Regions from separate parts of the Mus musculus genome. Here region 2 is linked to region 1. A link is a contact called in public HiChIP or PLAC-seq data. All regions are on one chromosome and are shown on one strand. Each heading gives the region's core, a stretch centred on a gene start, on an enhancer-like site or on the middle of the called end of the contact. The rest is flanking DNA. Distances are from core to core; before and after follow the strand shown.

Region 1 (7,689 bases), core at 1,813-4,312:
TATGGGAAAGGCCAGTCAGTAGATTCTGAAAATGTTGGTTGCATACCTCCATGGCAGTGCTGTGAACGTGCTAACCTCCACTGCTATCTACCAGTAACTCTTAGACCAGGGCAGAAGGTGCGTGGGCATGCACTGTCTTCTGCTAATTTGGTATATCTAAGAGATGAATTTTAGAAAGTAGGTCACCCAATTAACTCCCAAAGGGCCTCTAAACTGTCCTCGGAAGCCACCATCTTTTCATACATTCTGGCACATACATGCCACCCGTCTCCTCGCCACCACATGTTGGTAATTAAACTGCTTTACCACTGAGCCACACTGCCCCCTCCCCCTTGTGCACAGAATTTGCAAAGGGATGGCTACCAGGGTAGATAGAATAACATTTCACTCGACCCAAGGTTCCATGTGCCGGCTCCTAGAACCCATGATGTGTTATCCCATGGGGAAAGGGGTTATTTAGTTAGGAATCAGGAGATGGGAGCAGAATCCTAGATTGGCCATGTGGTCAAAATGGAATGACTGGATGTGGCATTCCCAAAAGCCAAGAGCAATTGTGAAGTGTGACTTTCTTAGTCTTCACAGTGGCTGTAGTTTAACTTGGGGAGTAGAGAGAGGGCCGATAGAGAAATATGGGAAGAAGCCAAACAAGATGGGCTTAAGGGAAATGCCAGGTTTAAGACAACGAGAAAAGAAACAAAAGATGAACTCACTGTGATAACCTGAGGCATTAAAATGATTTTGTTTTGTTGGTTTTTTAAGATAGGGTTTCTCTGTGTAATTTCCCTAGCTGTACTAGAGCTCATCCTATAGAACAGGATGGCCTTGAACTCATAGAGATCCGCCTGCTTCTGCCTCCCTAGTGCTAGGATTGAAGGCATGCACCACCACCACCACCCAGCAAAATGAATTTTTTAAATGAAAGAAACATATCAGCTATGTGTTTTAGATGCTTGGCACAGCTCAGCCAGTTCCCGTTAATCAATTCTTCAAATGCCAATAGAAGCCTTTTACATTCCCATTCGAAAAGCTAGTGCCCTCCCACTGAGGTCTGGACACAAAACTCCTGCATCCCCCATTTTAACTCTTCCAGGGTGATGTTCAGTAGACTGACCCATGTTCTCTTTCTGATTTTTATCTCTGGCCCTTGCTCTCCCAGACTTGGGAGTTTGCATAGGCTGAATTCAATGTAGCGGGCAGAATCGGTGTTGTCCGAACAACTGGTAAGTGAAGGTGACGCTGTGTCCTCCAGGGAAAGACTACTTTGGAAGGTAGCATTCCATGTGCCTGAGTTTAGATGCGAGCATTATTGGAATGTCCTGTTACGTCTGAGCTCAGCCACTTAAATCCTTCTGCACGTGCACATTTGGGTAAAGCCAAGTCTGATATCACTCAAAACAACACCTGTAAAGGAAGCTGGCAGAACCATGTATACAAATTTCTTCCCTCCAAGGTCTGATGAGAAAGCTGATGAAACCAAGCACTAGTCAGCTTTCAGGAGAGTCCTGTGCTTGGGCAAGATACGTGTCTACAAACACACAGAAAGGAGACTGCTCCCCGAATATTTCAGATCGGGCACCCCCTAGATCTTCTATTCGTTAGAAACTGTCTTTCCTTCAGAATCGTGCTCCTTGTTCAATGTTATTTATAAAACGACACGCAACTGACTAGGATTTTTTTTTTTGGTTTCCATTTGGTGCAGTGTTTCTGAAATGCTCCCCGCCTGGGAGAAGGCTTCAGAGAGTCTAATCCAAAGAGAATGGCCCTCAGCCACACACACCCCACCTCACATCTCTCCAAGGCAGACTTCGAACCCACTGTCCCACCTCTCCTTAAGTCTCACTTCTCAGTCTCCCAAGCAGGCTAGCATCAGGAAGGAACTCCCTCTCATAACTCATTTCCTTGCAACCATGGCTCAGCTTTGTGGCTTCTCCTCTCAGAGAAACCATAAACCTAGCCAACCCGTGCTTGTACCGCCCCTGCCATGGGTCCCCTTAAGCAGGGAACTCAATTTAAGGATCGTTCCTTTTGCAGACGGCTGCCTTTTGTTTAAGTTGGTTTCTTCCCAGTTCCTCCTCCTAATTGATTGCCCTGTGGCCTGACAGAGTCCTGCATACAATCCTGTCTCAAAGTAGTTCATTTCAGAACAATGAGGAAGTTATATAAGCTACCACAATAGAAGACATGTTCAAAGTGAAATAATTATATTTGGGAAAGCTTATTTCTAAAATTATACATAACCAAATTATGCCTAAACATCGTATACAGACATATCCGTATAGACATATATACACACAGACATATATACATATATATGTGAGGGACAGAGAGAACTCCTTGGTTCTGAAACATTAAGAAAAGACGGTATTTCACCTTGGAAACACGTCACATCCCTGATTAATGTCACTGGCTGCTGAAACCAAATTACTTTTCCTGGCAGTATTTTTTTTCCCACCGGTGCCTCAACAGAAATTATAATATTTAGAAATTTGAAAAGATTTTTTTAATGCCTTGAAAAAGTGCAATCTTTTCTACATCTGAACATTGTACACATACAAACACTTCTCACGCCAAAAAAAAAGTGGTTTTTGACTTAATCATAAAGTCTTGACTCTGTCACAAATGTAGAGACACTACTAGTAGAGAAGAACGCTTGGTCTTTGACAAGGTTTGACTTGGGAACAAGCTTGAATATTTCCACGCTATATTACCCCAGGCTAAAACCAGATCAAATTGTGTCTTTGGGTTCACAGTTTCTAGGAGTTAACAAGAAAATTAGGGCATTTGACTCTGACAGCAGAAACCATCCACTCACCACTCTCTCACCCCCATGCTAGACCACAAGAAGGGGACTTACCACTTTGGCAAACAGTGACTGGCAGAAACAGCAGCCCAGCTGCAACCAAGATAAGGATTTTCATCTTGATGTCCTGAGACCCGGTTACAGGATGTTGTTAAGTATACAAAGTCACAGCGTAGATTCCCCTCAGCTCCATGTATGAGCAGCAAGTGGAAAGCTGAGAACTCTGCCAGCCTGGACTGTGTGGGCAGGGACTCGTCCTTGCCTCTACAGAGAAAGGATGTGGCCACTTGATGTTTCTGTCTGTGTGCATGACTCAGGCTGAGCCTCTCTGGAGGAGTTGCCATATCCCTTTTATCTCTTCCTCACCCCCTCCATTATTTCATTTAGAACCAGTGCTGTAGTTCTCCCAGGGGCTTGGAATAATGGCAGAGACTGCAGAGTCCCTTGCAAAACAAAGCTGAGAACAGGTGCTGGGAAGCAATTAGCTTTGAATCAATTCCACTGCCCCGGTTCTATTCCCTATGCCAAAACCCTAGCTCCAGAGTTACGCCTTCTATTTAACACAAGAACAGTCAGACATTACACTCCTGTGTAACAGTCAGACATTCACTCCGCCATGGTCAGAACGGCCTCTTCTTACCGTAAATGGGAACAAACACAGAGTTCCATGGTGTGTAGAGCGTGAGAGGCTTTGGAGCGCACAGGCCTACATGCAATGTCTTCATCAAGCCCCTCCCCTCAAGGCTCAGGGATCTATGCGGAAGAGAAGGCAAAAAGATTGTTAAGAGCCAAAAGGGATCGATAGCTCCATGGAAACAGTGTCTTCCGGATAAATCAGGACTGGTGCACATATGAACTCACAGAGAAGGCAGCATGCACAAGGCCTGCACAGGTTCAAGCCAAGGAGGGTCCCAGAGCTGAGAGGGGAAGGGGACTGGGGCTCCCACCACTAACCCAGAAAGTTCTGCAGTTGATACCCACTGGCAAAGGAAAGAGTGGTTTCCTCCAATGGAATCTCCTGGATGCCCTAGGCACATGTCAAGGTAGGCCCTACACCCAGGAGTGGTTGGCTAACACAAAGAAAATTCAGTGGGATTTTTGCAGACTTTTCATCTCCTACTGCTTTGTTTGTTTGTTTGTTTGTTTGTTTGTTTGTTTTTTCTTTTTTTTCTGCCTTAATGGTCTTTTTGTTTGTATATTTGGGTTTCCATTTTGTTATGCTTTTGTGGGCTTTGGTGTATGCATTTCTTGTTTCTGTTTTTATTATTTGTTTAAATATAGACAGAAAGGGTATGGCGTTAGGGAGGTAGGAAGGATCTGGAAGTTGAGGAGAGGGAAAAGCGATCAAAATATAACATGAAATTTCTTTTTCAAAAATCAAAATGAAATTGTGCTTTATTTCAAATTTTAGTTCCTAAACTGATCACATAGTTATAAACTGAATTAATCATGAGAAGCGAATACACCCTCCCTCCTCCATCTTTTATTTTGTTATTTTGTTCTTTGAGACAGAGTTTCATATAGTCTGGCTTGCCTTGAACTCAGGATGCAGTTGAGCTCCTGGGCCACCTCCTGCTGCCTCTGGGCTGCTGGGATCTGTGGAGCTGGACACTAAACCCAGGGCTTCTAGGACTCTATCAACAGAGTTACATCCTCAGGCCTGGCAAATATTTAAGAAGTTCAAATTGTATCAGAGGGATTAGATTGTTTCTAAATTTCACCTGAGGGTGATAGTACTTATTTATGACCCCAGCGCTTGACAGACGGGCCGTAGCAAGAGGACTGTAATGAGTTGAAAGCGGGCCTTGGCCATGTTGTGAGTTCTAGCCCAGCCTCAGGAACACAGTGAAAGTTTGTCTCAGAGGGAGAAAGAAGACAATTCTCTACCTGCCTTCCAATGCCCTGACAGCCCTTAGTGCCTGTCAGGAACTTAGTTTTATTGTGTCTGGGAAGAAGGTTCATTTGCCATTGATCAATGTGTCCTATGATAACTCTATAGGATAAGATAACAGGATAGATGCAAACCCCCCCCCAAAAAAAACTATTTGAACTGAACTAAATTAAAATCATAATAAAATATCGAAGAACAAGACCTTGCTTTATTCCATGAACTTTTTGTTTTGTTTTGTTTTGTTTTGTGACCTGGTTTCTTGGAACTCTATCTATAGACCAGGCTGGCCTTGAACTGAGATCCACCTGCCTCTGCCTCCTGAGTGCTAGGATTAAAGGTGTGCACCACCATAGCCAGCCTGTTATTCCATGAATCTTGATGAATGAACAGATTTATAATAAGCATTTTAAGATGATAGATAGATAGATAGATAGATAGATAGATAGATAGATAGATAGATAGATAGATAGATGGATGGATAGGCAGATAGATAGATAGATAGATAGATAGATAGATAGATAGATAGATAGATAGATAGATAGATAGATAGATAGATAGGCAGATAGGCAGATAGGCAGATAGGCAGATAGGCAGATAGATAGATAGATAGATAGATAGATAGATAGATAGATAGATAGATAGATAGATAGATAGATAGATAGATAGATAGATGATAGATAGAGATATCTTAACTATCATAAAGTACCGTTCGTTAGTGTTACGTGTTAGTTTCACACCTGAGACAGTTGGCTGAGGTGCCTATTTAACAGACCAGAGTGGACACTGACTACCAGGGTCTCCCAGCATCCCTCAGTCCCTACCTGTTACAGGTCCCTCCTAGCTGGCCTTCTACCCTGCCTTCTACCCTAAACTTTTCCAGTCCAGGGGGCTGGGCAGCTCATCCCTTAAAAAAATCCAACTATTTTGGTTACATACTCTCTTTATACCATTAGGCCTCCTGGCTGCTTCACCTGGTTCCCCTCTCTCCCCTTTCCCCACCCCTCTCCCTCTCCCTACATGGTACAGCTCAGTATGGCTGTATATACTCTGGCTTCTCCCTCATATGGCCATATATACTCAGTATGGCCATATATACTCTGACCTCTCCCTCATATGGCCATATATACTCAGTATGGCCATATATACTCTGACTTCTCCCTCATATGGCCACATATACTCAGTATGGCTGTATATACGCTGGCCTCTCCCTCATATGGCCATATATACTCAGTATGGCCGTATATACTCTGACTTCTCCCAAATAGCTCTGAGTCTGGTTATGCTCTCCCTTATCTACAATAAACCTAGAAGCAGTCATGTCTCCTTCCCTTTTGTTTTTCTTGTTTTCATTCATTTGGTGCCAAAACCAGGAATGGCATAAATGAGATCCCTTCTGGGGAACTGGACCATTCCAAACCAAGCTACTGATCTGACTCTCCTAAGATGTGTACAGATCCTTGGTTATAACATATATATATGTATATATATATATATATAATCACATTTATATCTTAGCCTTCAGAGTGTGCAGTTCACTAATGTTAAGTACATTTAACAAAGTATTTTTTTAAAAAAAAGAAAACTTGATTATAATTCATTTGCCTTGATATATTTTAAATTCCAAGGCAGGCAATTCCACCTCTAAAATGCAGCAAAGAAATCAGAAAATTCAAACTTCATGAGAAGTTAAAATGAGATGAAGGGGCAACTAGGAAATAATAGAGATCTATATTAACTTTTCTCATCTTGATTAAATTTCGCCAAATTGCATAATTTCCAAAGTCAGATTTAAGTACTTCAACTGCATAATCTATGGTACCATAAACTAAGGTAGAATGTTCTAATACTATAGAAACAAGAAACCCAGAAAATTTACAGGGGGAGGGGGGGCAGTTATTTCTTGGCATCACCCAAATTCAGGAAGGTGTGGTGTAATTTGCATGTGGCCTGGTTGCTGGTTTTATCCCTGTTCAATTAGGCACAGCGTGGCTGTGTAGCTGAGTGGAGGCCCAGCCCTCGAATCCCTGTGGAGTCTGGTTGAGGTCCAGCCCTCACATCCCTGTGCAGCTGGGTGAAGGCCTAGCCTTCTCATTCCCTCGAATCCCTGTGGAGCCTGGTGGAGGCCCAGCCTTTGCATTGCTATCCCCAATTTTCCCATGAATGACTGCAAAAGGGATTTCATCTCACATCAGAATATTTTTTGTTTTCACTTTTGGTCTTGTGTTTAGCTTTCCTTTAGTACAACAGGGTCTCGAAACTGTTGTCTTCAATTTGTTTGGTTTTGCAAAGTCTGGGCTTTCGTTTGGCTTCTGAGACTAATACTTTAATCTTTAGCATGGGACAGCCACCATTTTCTTATCCAGGCGACATTGTGTGCAGTCTCTCCCCTGCAGGGAAGCCACCTCTTCAGAAGATGGCTGAGATGGAAGGAACTTGTGCAGTGATAGATTTAAAACCATTCCCGGGGAGTGTGGCATTTCTTTGGATTTGGAAATGGGAAAAAATTCCTAGGGCCAGTGAGAGGGCACAGAGGATAAAGGTACTTGCTTGCTACTCTAGCCTACTGTCCCAGGTTCAACCCTTAAAACTCAAGGTGGAAGGAGAAAACTGACTCCACACATTATCCTCTGACCCTACACATGTGCCACATATTTACACACACACGCGCGCGCACACACACACACACTAATTAAATCTTTTTTTTTTAATCCTGCTTTTCTGTCTCCTCTTCTTCAAGCCTCATATTCTTTCCCTGGTTTTACTTAAAGCTCTTCTGAAATTTCATTTCCTAAGCAATTACCAAGCTGCCTGCCTATGGTTCCCATGTGACAGCAGTAGCTGGTGATGACTCAGGAAACGGGCCTCATGGATATTTTAGAGTGCTGTGTGTTCCCCCCATAACGCCAGCGGAAACAGCCTGTGTCTGGTTTATGAGATCTCACCACGCACACTATCTCGCATGCCTCCCGAGGGAAGCCGGTGGGTGTCTGTTCTCCTT
Region 2 (7,689 bases), core at 1,305-3,804, 130 kb after region 1:
AGGAGGAAGAAGTGATCAAATAAGGGACTGGACCTTGGTGGCTCAGTTTAGGAGTGTAATCTAACGATCTTTAGCAAGGGGGGTGGGAGGGGTAAAAGGCAAATTCCATCAGCGCCATGTTAGCCATACTCAGGTATGGGAAAGCACTTCAACAACAACCTGTAGTCCTACCTACTTAGGGGCTTAAAGCAGTGTATAATCTGAGACTCCTGTCCCAGCCTCCCTAGTGTTAGGATCATGGACATGGCTGCTATGCCCACCCCCCCTCCTAGGTTTGTCTTATCTCTCGGGTCCAGGAGTTAAAGGGCAGCCTGAGCAGCTTGCAGGACCTCATTTCAAAGAAAATAAAAAAAAAAGAAGTTAAAGTATATGATTTACAATTATGAAATTGGGCATTCAAAATAATTAGAACGGATACGGCTATCAACATTAGGGGCAGTGAGTTGACATTGGTCTAGGTGAGCTGACTCCTAGTTCTTCATTATTAGACGTCAATAGAGATTTCTGGAGCTGAGAACCATGATATGGACACTGGTACATCTAGATACAAAAAACCAGGTATCATTGGAAATATAGAGCTAAGGAAAAACAAACAAACAAACAAACCTAGGAGGGGGGATGGGCATGGCAGCCATGTCCATGATCCTAATACTAGGGAGGCTGGGACAGGAGTCTCAGATTATACACTAAATGCAGCAGACCTATAATTAGGTTAGCAGAGATGCTGGCCCCACCAGGTCTTGTGCACACCGGGAATCTGTCTTAGCTAAACCCTGTGCACAGGAAGAATGTCTAAAGTTTCTCCTTCTCTGTAACCTTTCACTTTCCTGGTCTGAAAGTTCTTCCTCTCGATTGTCACACGTTTCTTTAGCCATAACATGCACATCATATTCACAGCCAAAGAAAGCCTTAGTACTTTTGGGGGGAATGGAGAATCCAGAGTCACCAAGGCCCCCAATCAACTGCCAGGGTGTCCTTGTTCTTGCTTGTTCTTCCATTTCCTGGGTTCTGCCCCGTGCCCACACCATAGCTTTATTTTTTTTTTAAAGTGTGTGTGTGTGCTTGTGCGTGCATGCATGCGTGCGTGTATGTGTGTGCCACTTATATGAGTTTGGTTTTGAAGACCAGAAGAGGGATCCTGGAGAGCTGCCTGTTTGTGTTCTAAGAACCAAACACAGGTGCCCTAAAAGAGCAACAAGCACTCTTAACTGCTTAGCTATCTCCAGACTCAACAGGATAGGCTTTCAAACCACAAGAATTCTTCAAGCTATCTTGCAAACCTCTAACATCCCACTTTAAAGGATACAGGGTATAAAAAGAAAAAGCATGGTGAGGAGCCCCCCATCTTAACAGACCAACTTTGGTGAGGCCAAGGAATGAACTCAGAGTCGCACACACGCCTAGAAAGTTCTTTGCCACGGAGTTCCCTAGAGGTGAACTTTGCTTTTAGCTCTCTGTTGTTTGTTTTGGTTTGGGTTTTTTGTTTTTTTGTTTGTTTTCTGACTTTCATTTGTTTTAAAGTAAGAAAGGCAGGCATAGTGGTTCATGCTCATCATCACATTACTTAGGAACTGAGGTAGGGAGATTCGCCTGTATCTGTCTGCGCCCATCCTGATCTACATAACGACAAAAGGAGACTCTGCCATCAAGCAAACAAGGTAACAACAACAAAAGTGACCATAGGAGGGGAAAGTTGAGAATCATTGATCTTAGCAGGGAAGGTTTTCACTCTTTCTCCTGCCTGGCTTTGCTCCACCGCGATCTAAACCAATGCAGAGACTGGAGGAGTTACATTGTTACTCCTCTGACACATCTTCTCAGTAGCATTCATTCACTCCAACAGTCCTGCTGTCTCTTATACCTAAGCAGCAGGACCAGGCTTCTAAACAGGGCTAAAAGTCTCAAGAACTCCCTGGTAGTTCTGCTCTGCTATCAGGACACGTTTCCTTTTAGTTCATAACTTCTCCCCTCTCGGGGCTCCAGTGGAGCAGAGCATAGCACCTTGTGGTCCGGGGTTTGATCCCTAGCACTCCAACCCCAAACGAGCCTCTGAGTTTCCACAAATATTTAGAACATCTTTTCTCAACCTCCCCCCCCAACTGTTTTTCTTTTTGTACCCACATCCATGGATCATGTAGATTTTTTAAAACCATCAGTGTGTAACAGCTGAATGGCAGGTGTGTCTCAACAAGGGTTCTGACATGCCAGGTGGTCTCTGAAGAAAGGTATGGTTAAGAGATGACTATCATCGTTTCCTTTAAGTACAGTAGTTAGTTTAGCTCCATTGATTATAGCTTTCTGCTTATTTGATTTCACAGCAGTTTTTAAAATCATTCCACAAGGATAGTGTACCTCTCGAGCTAGCTGTTCAATGGAAATAAAATTCAATGTTGCTTTCAAGTCCTTAGAGCATCTCATAGGGAAATAGTGGCATTGTGAAGTTCTGAGTGTACCCCAAAACCACAGGTGCCTATGTGGCCATGGCATTACACCTATAACTCTCCCCACCTCCCGGTATACCCAACTCTGCAGAACTCTGCACTGGCAAACAGCAAAACAGTCCTCTTCTGCCACCTACTGTCCTTTTCGAAAATTACACCTTCTTGGACACCGTTCCTGGGTGAGGCAAACCAAACCAACCAAACAAAACCTCTGGGCCTTAAATGGCATACATCAAAGTAGCTAAGTGGGTGAACAGGAACTATGATGTCCAAAACTTATATAACAGTTTTTTGGGTACTTAAATGAGTGCTTGATCAGATGGGTTATGCACATCATTAGTAATGTTCTTTCTACTGACACTTTAACCTCTATAGAACATCCTCATTTTCATGGAGACTGAAGTGTCCAGTGGTGAAATGTCACAGTTCTTCAGTGGCTCTCTGTCAGTTCCTGTTCTCCAGATCTCACTGTGGTCTGCCGTGTCATTTCGACTTCGTTACATATCTGAAATTTGTGCATAATTTTGAAGGAGAGCTAAGAATGTCAATAATGTGTTCTGCTCCAAGTTACCAGATGAGATAGCAAAAGAAGAAAATTTCATGAATGAAGGGCGACTCTCACAAATCCACAGAGGAAAGACTGACTCAATGGTGGAGCTGGAATTTCTCCTACAATCTACTCTCGTGTGCCAGAACTGTCAGCGTGTGGTTCAGAGGCAGTCTGCCAGTCTGGTGCAGCACATTCCATGGTGCTGTTTGCAGTTAGACAGCACCGAGTGACAGCTGAGACAGGGAGATGGATTTGACATATCCATGGCAACGCCTTGGAGGAGCACACGCCCCATGACTCTTCCCTCTGCTGCTGGCCAGCATCGGGTTCACAGAGTGAGCCTCTCTCCTGCATTGGATTGTCAGAACACCTCTTGGGAAGTCAAAATACAGAAACTCTAGGCTACATTTCCTTTTTCCCTGTTTGGGTGCCAGGCTCACAGGATACGGACATGCCGCTCAGGGGAGACAAAATGTAGCCTAAGATAGGGGCCTCAGCCCATGTTTCTCCGGGTGAGAAACTGTGTGGGCTGGGATGGAGGCTGTGGTTCTCAAACTCCTGGGCAATGCCACTGGGAATCGAGGAGCTGAGAATGGGGGCCTGTGGGCCTGAGATGAGCCCAGAACGGGGCAGGGGATATGGGGGAGCCATCCAGCTTAGTGCAGGGTGAGTGCCAGGAGTGCACAGAGGCTTAAGTTCTGCAGGAGACTTAGGCACAGCTCTGTATGAAGAAGGCCTCCCGCCATGGTCGTCTTTAATGAGAGAGACAGTCCTTGCTTGTCCAAACTGTTTATCCAGGGAAATGGGTGCATAGGACTTACTCAGGGTGGGCCAGAGATTAAATACCTTTTGCAGGAAGGAATGTCCCTGGAAGGGAAGTTTATTGGCTAAACCCTTGGCGCCCATCTAGATATCTCATTAGCATGGAGAACTCTGTGTTTCTATACTACTGTGACTAGTTATTATGGTCCTCTTAGTGGGGTGTTGTGGTCACATGCTCTAGGACAGGAACCTGGTCTGGAGCTAGTGAACTCCTGCCTTTCTCCATGAAGAGTTCAGGGTTCTGAACTTTTGCTACCACCTTACCACTTCTTCTGTGGTGGCACAGCAGGTCTGAATTCTGGAAAAGGTCCTGGCTATCCTCAGTACATTCAGACTGCCCTGTGACCTAGACTCTTGCTTCTGAGTACTTTTCCTAGAGCATTTACCAGACAGGAGGAACAAAGCACTGTTGCTGATGGGTCAGGACTAAGCTACTATCTCTGAAAGAGAAGGAAACAGGGGCTATGAGCGGTTAAGAGCATTGGTTGCTCTTCCAGAGGTCCTGAGTTCAATTCCTAGCAACCACGTGGTAGCTCACGACCATCTGTAATGGGATCTGATGCCCTCTTCTGGCCTGCAGATGAATATACAGCAGAGCAATACACACACACACACACACACACACACACACACACACACACAAAATTCTGTCAGATACTGTGAAATACTATGCAGAGCACAATGACTAGGATTTGAACAATCGATGGTGATACGTGGGTGTCTCTAAGGGGCAGAAAATAGGAGTGAGTGGTGAAAAGGGCCTGGAGCAAACAGGGTAAGAGCAAACTCTCCATCAAAGAGCCCTTTACCAAATGGATTTCCTCTCGTGCAGAATGGGGAATACTTCGCTGCCATAGGCGTCTTCCCAGGCTCTCACTGAGAGTGTCCTGCGCAGCCATGAGGAAATCCCTGAAGCGTGTGGTCTTCTGCACACTGATGCTTTACGCTCCGAAGGGTGAGCACTTTGGACACGTTCAGCCTATCACCCTTTGCGTCTGACACAGACTTTGGCAAACAGCAAGGGGATTTGTCTGTTTGCTAGTTGGTTTTTGTCATGTAAGTCACACATTTAGTTGCTATGTTACAACGGGCTTGATAAAATTCGATGAATGTAGACTTGAGGGCAGCTTTCTGTCGGTGATCCATCTTTTTCTGCAGTGGAAGCCACTAATATTAAAGCTTGAACTCTGGGGTACCAGAGAGACGACACCGTGGTTAAGAGCACTTGCCGCTCTTCCAGAGGGCCTGGTTTTGGTTCCCAGCACCGACAAAATGTCTCACAATGCCAGTAGCCCTGGAACCAATGCCTCTGGCCTCCGTGGGCACCTGCACCTGCATGCACACAGTCACATGTGGACACACACACCTACACGTCCTTAAAAACAAACAAATAAAGCCCCTCCTGTTTGGAGTGGAGCTTGGGGGAAGAGTGCCTGACTAGCATATGAAACCCTAGGTTCAGGCCCTAGGAGCCCTCAAACAAGCAAAAGACCTTCAAGCAAAAGTTGCTCATTAATATTACCTACAAACTGAAACATAGGTGACTTTTTTAGCAAGATGCAAAATCACTGGTAGTCTAAAAACCCCAGAGAGAACTGCCATTTTCCACAGATACATAAAAATATCACAAGCTTCCTGGGAGTTTCAAGTTACCCCTTTAAAACAGTCTTGCTTAACCTTCATGGTCCTTCTCCAATAATCAGGACAGACTTTTTCCCCTAAGAGGTTTATTTTTCCAATGCATTATGAGTACAAAAAATACACCCAGCAATTACACAGCATAATTGTGTCATAACAATGTAATTGCACCTCATGCAGATTTGGATGGAGCTTTCAAACACTTGGGGATGTGTTCTCGGGGGACTTCTGTTAGAAACAACAAAAGCTCAGCTGGGTGTGGAAGCAAATCTGTGCCACAACTCTGAGACTGAAGGAAGAGACTCTCCAGCTTGTGGCCAGCCTGGGGGCAACATATGGAAGAGAGAGACAGAGATAGATGATAGATAGATAGATAGATAGATAGATAGATAGATAGATAGATAGATAGATAGATAGATAGATAGATAGATAGTAGATGATAGATAGACAGAAATAGACAAATAGACAGACAGATAGACTATAATAGATGATAGATAGATAGATAGATAGATAGATAGATAGATAGATAGATAGATAGATAGATACTATAATAGATGATAGATAAATTATAATAGATGATAGACTATAATAGATGATAGATAGATTATAATAGATGACAGATGATAGATAGATAGATAGATAGATAGATAGATAGATAGATAGATAGAATAAGATGATAGATAGATAGATAGATAGATATGATAGATAGATAGATAGATAGATAGATAGATAGATAGATAGATAGATAGATAGATAGATAGATAAAGATGATAGATAGATAGATAGATAGATAGATAGATAGATAGATAGATAGATAGATAGATAGATAGATAGATGATAGATAGTAGTAGATGATAGATAGATGGGGACAGACAAACAGACAGAGAGATAGCTGACAGCTAGAAGAAAGAATACGAATGAGAGACGCCATGGAGGCAGAAGCTTGAGGCAGCTGGTCACACTGCATCCACAGCAGGGACCCGAGTGTGACGAACGCCACCACTCAGCTCCTCCTCTCGCTTTAGTTTACTTTGTGTCGTTCTTGGTTGTCACCCTGACTGCATCTGGAATGAACTAAATCCCAAGTGTGGAGATGAGCTGAGATGTCCAGCCTGCTAGATTCTTGAACTTTCCATTGGTAGACAGCCATTGTTGGACTAATTGGCCCACAGCCTGTAAGCCATTCTAATGAATCCCACACATGAGCGTTTTGTCAGTTCTGTCCCCCTAGAGAACCTGACGAAATATAGAGTCAGGGACCCCAATCCATGAAAATATGCCGCTTACATTTAGAGTGGTGGCTCACACAGCACTTGGGAGGCAGAGGCAGGAGGATCAGTGAGTTTGAGATCAGCACGCTCTACATAGTGAATTTCAGGCTAGCCAGAGCTGCACAGTGAGAGTCTGTATAAAGACACACACACACACACACACACACACACACACACACACACACACACACACACGTGCATGCATGCACACGCACACACACAAAGACTGGGTGAGATTTTTGTATTTCAATTAAGTTAATCTAGAAAATTCTTCACCTACCTGCTCAGAAGTTTCCCACCACAGTGACCCCATCAGGATCAGCAGCACACCCCTCACCAGTGAGCAACACTGAAAACTTCCTGGTTCACCAGCCCTCACTCCATCTTCCGATGCAATTTCTGTTTGCTGTGATAATCTGTGGATATTTTCCACCTTTCTCTTGCCACAGAGGAATCCGTGGGCTTATTTATTTTTTCTAGTAATATTCTATTAGAATAGAAACTATACAACAGTCTGATATAACTATCTATAGACACCATTCCACAGTGTATGACTGTCACTAGGAAGCCCCCTTTAATTAATTGTTACTAATAATGTAATATACTATATTTAGTGTCAGCTTAATCTGCTGTCCTCTGCATACACGTTGTGACATTCTTGCACTCACATACATATACACACACAATAAATACATGTAATAATTTGTTCTTTAAAAAGAAACAAACGGCATTGAAATTCCATAAATTATATATAAGCATTTCCTGATAAGAATTTGCAAGAAGAGTTCAATGCTGTCATTCAAATTATTAATGGCAGTTAAACCATAGGTCAACATCAGTAACCATGCAATTGCTATCATCTGGTTTGCGTTTCCTCATCATGGGCATAGGATAAGATCAACTTTTAATGGTTCAGGGATTAGACTCTGTAGGTTAACAAACCAGAAATGCATTCACAAGAAGACAA

Evidence for each region. HiChIP or PLAC-seq counts read pairs in DNA pulled down with a chosen protein or histone mark.
Region 2: a contact with region 1 is called in a BATF HiChIP or PLAC-seq map of CD8 T cells, with 8 read pairs. The contact joins the enhancer-like site here to the promoter of F2rl2 in region 1. A contact is called at or near these places in 22 of 39 promoter capture datasets (the 3T3-L1 cell line, 3T3-L1-derived adipocytes, the HPC-7 cell line and 12 more), 1 of 15 datasets of contacts at CTCF or cohesin (CD8 T cells), 3 of 484 Hi-C or Micro-C datasets (bone marrow-derived macrophages, lens fibers and ventricular fibroblasts), 7 of 115 datasets of contacts at active chromatin or transcription factors (the 230-238 cell line, CD8 T cells, acute myeloid leukemia and 2 more) and 5 of 9 other capture datasets (adipose tissue, embryonic stem cells, liver and 2 more).

The regions. Positions count from the first base shown.
Region 1 is chr13:95,692,293-95,699,981 of GRCm38.p6, reverse strand. F2rl2 (coagulation factor II (thrombin) receptor-like 2) reads right to left here and starts at 3,062. Exons shown (of 2, transcript NM_010170.4): 1 at 2,855-3,062. The coding sequence starts at 2,918. All of the region lies in intron 13 of Iqgap2 (IQ motif containing GTPase activating protein 2), which reads left to right.
Region 2 is chr13:95,558,761-95,566,449 of GRCm38.p6, reverse strand. No RefSeq gene overlaps it. Among named protein-coding and RNA genes, the nearest start is that of Gm32640, 14 kb to the right of the region's middle. Within about 2 kb of position 2,554, at least 37 of the 459 cell types and tissues checked have an H3K27ac peak or open chromatin away from gene starts, as enhancers often do. A contact at or near this core is called in CD8 T cells, where this site is marked.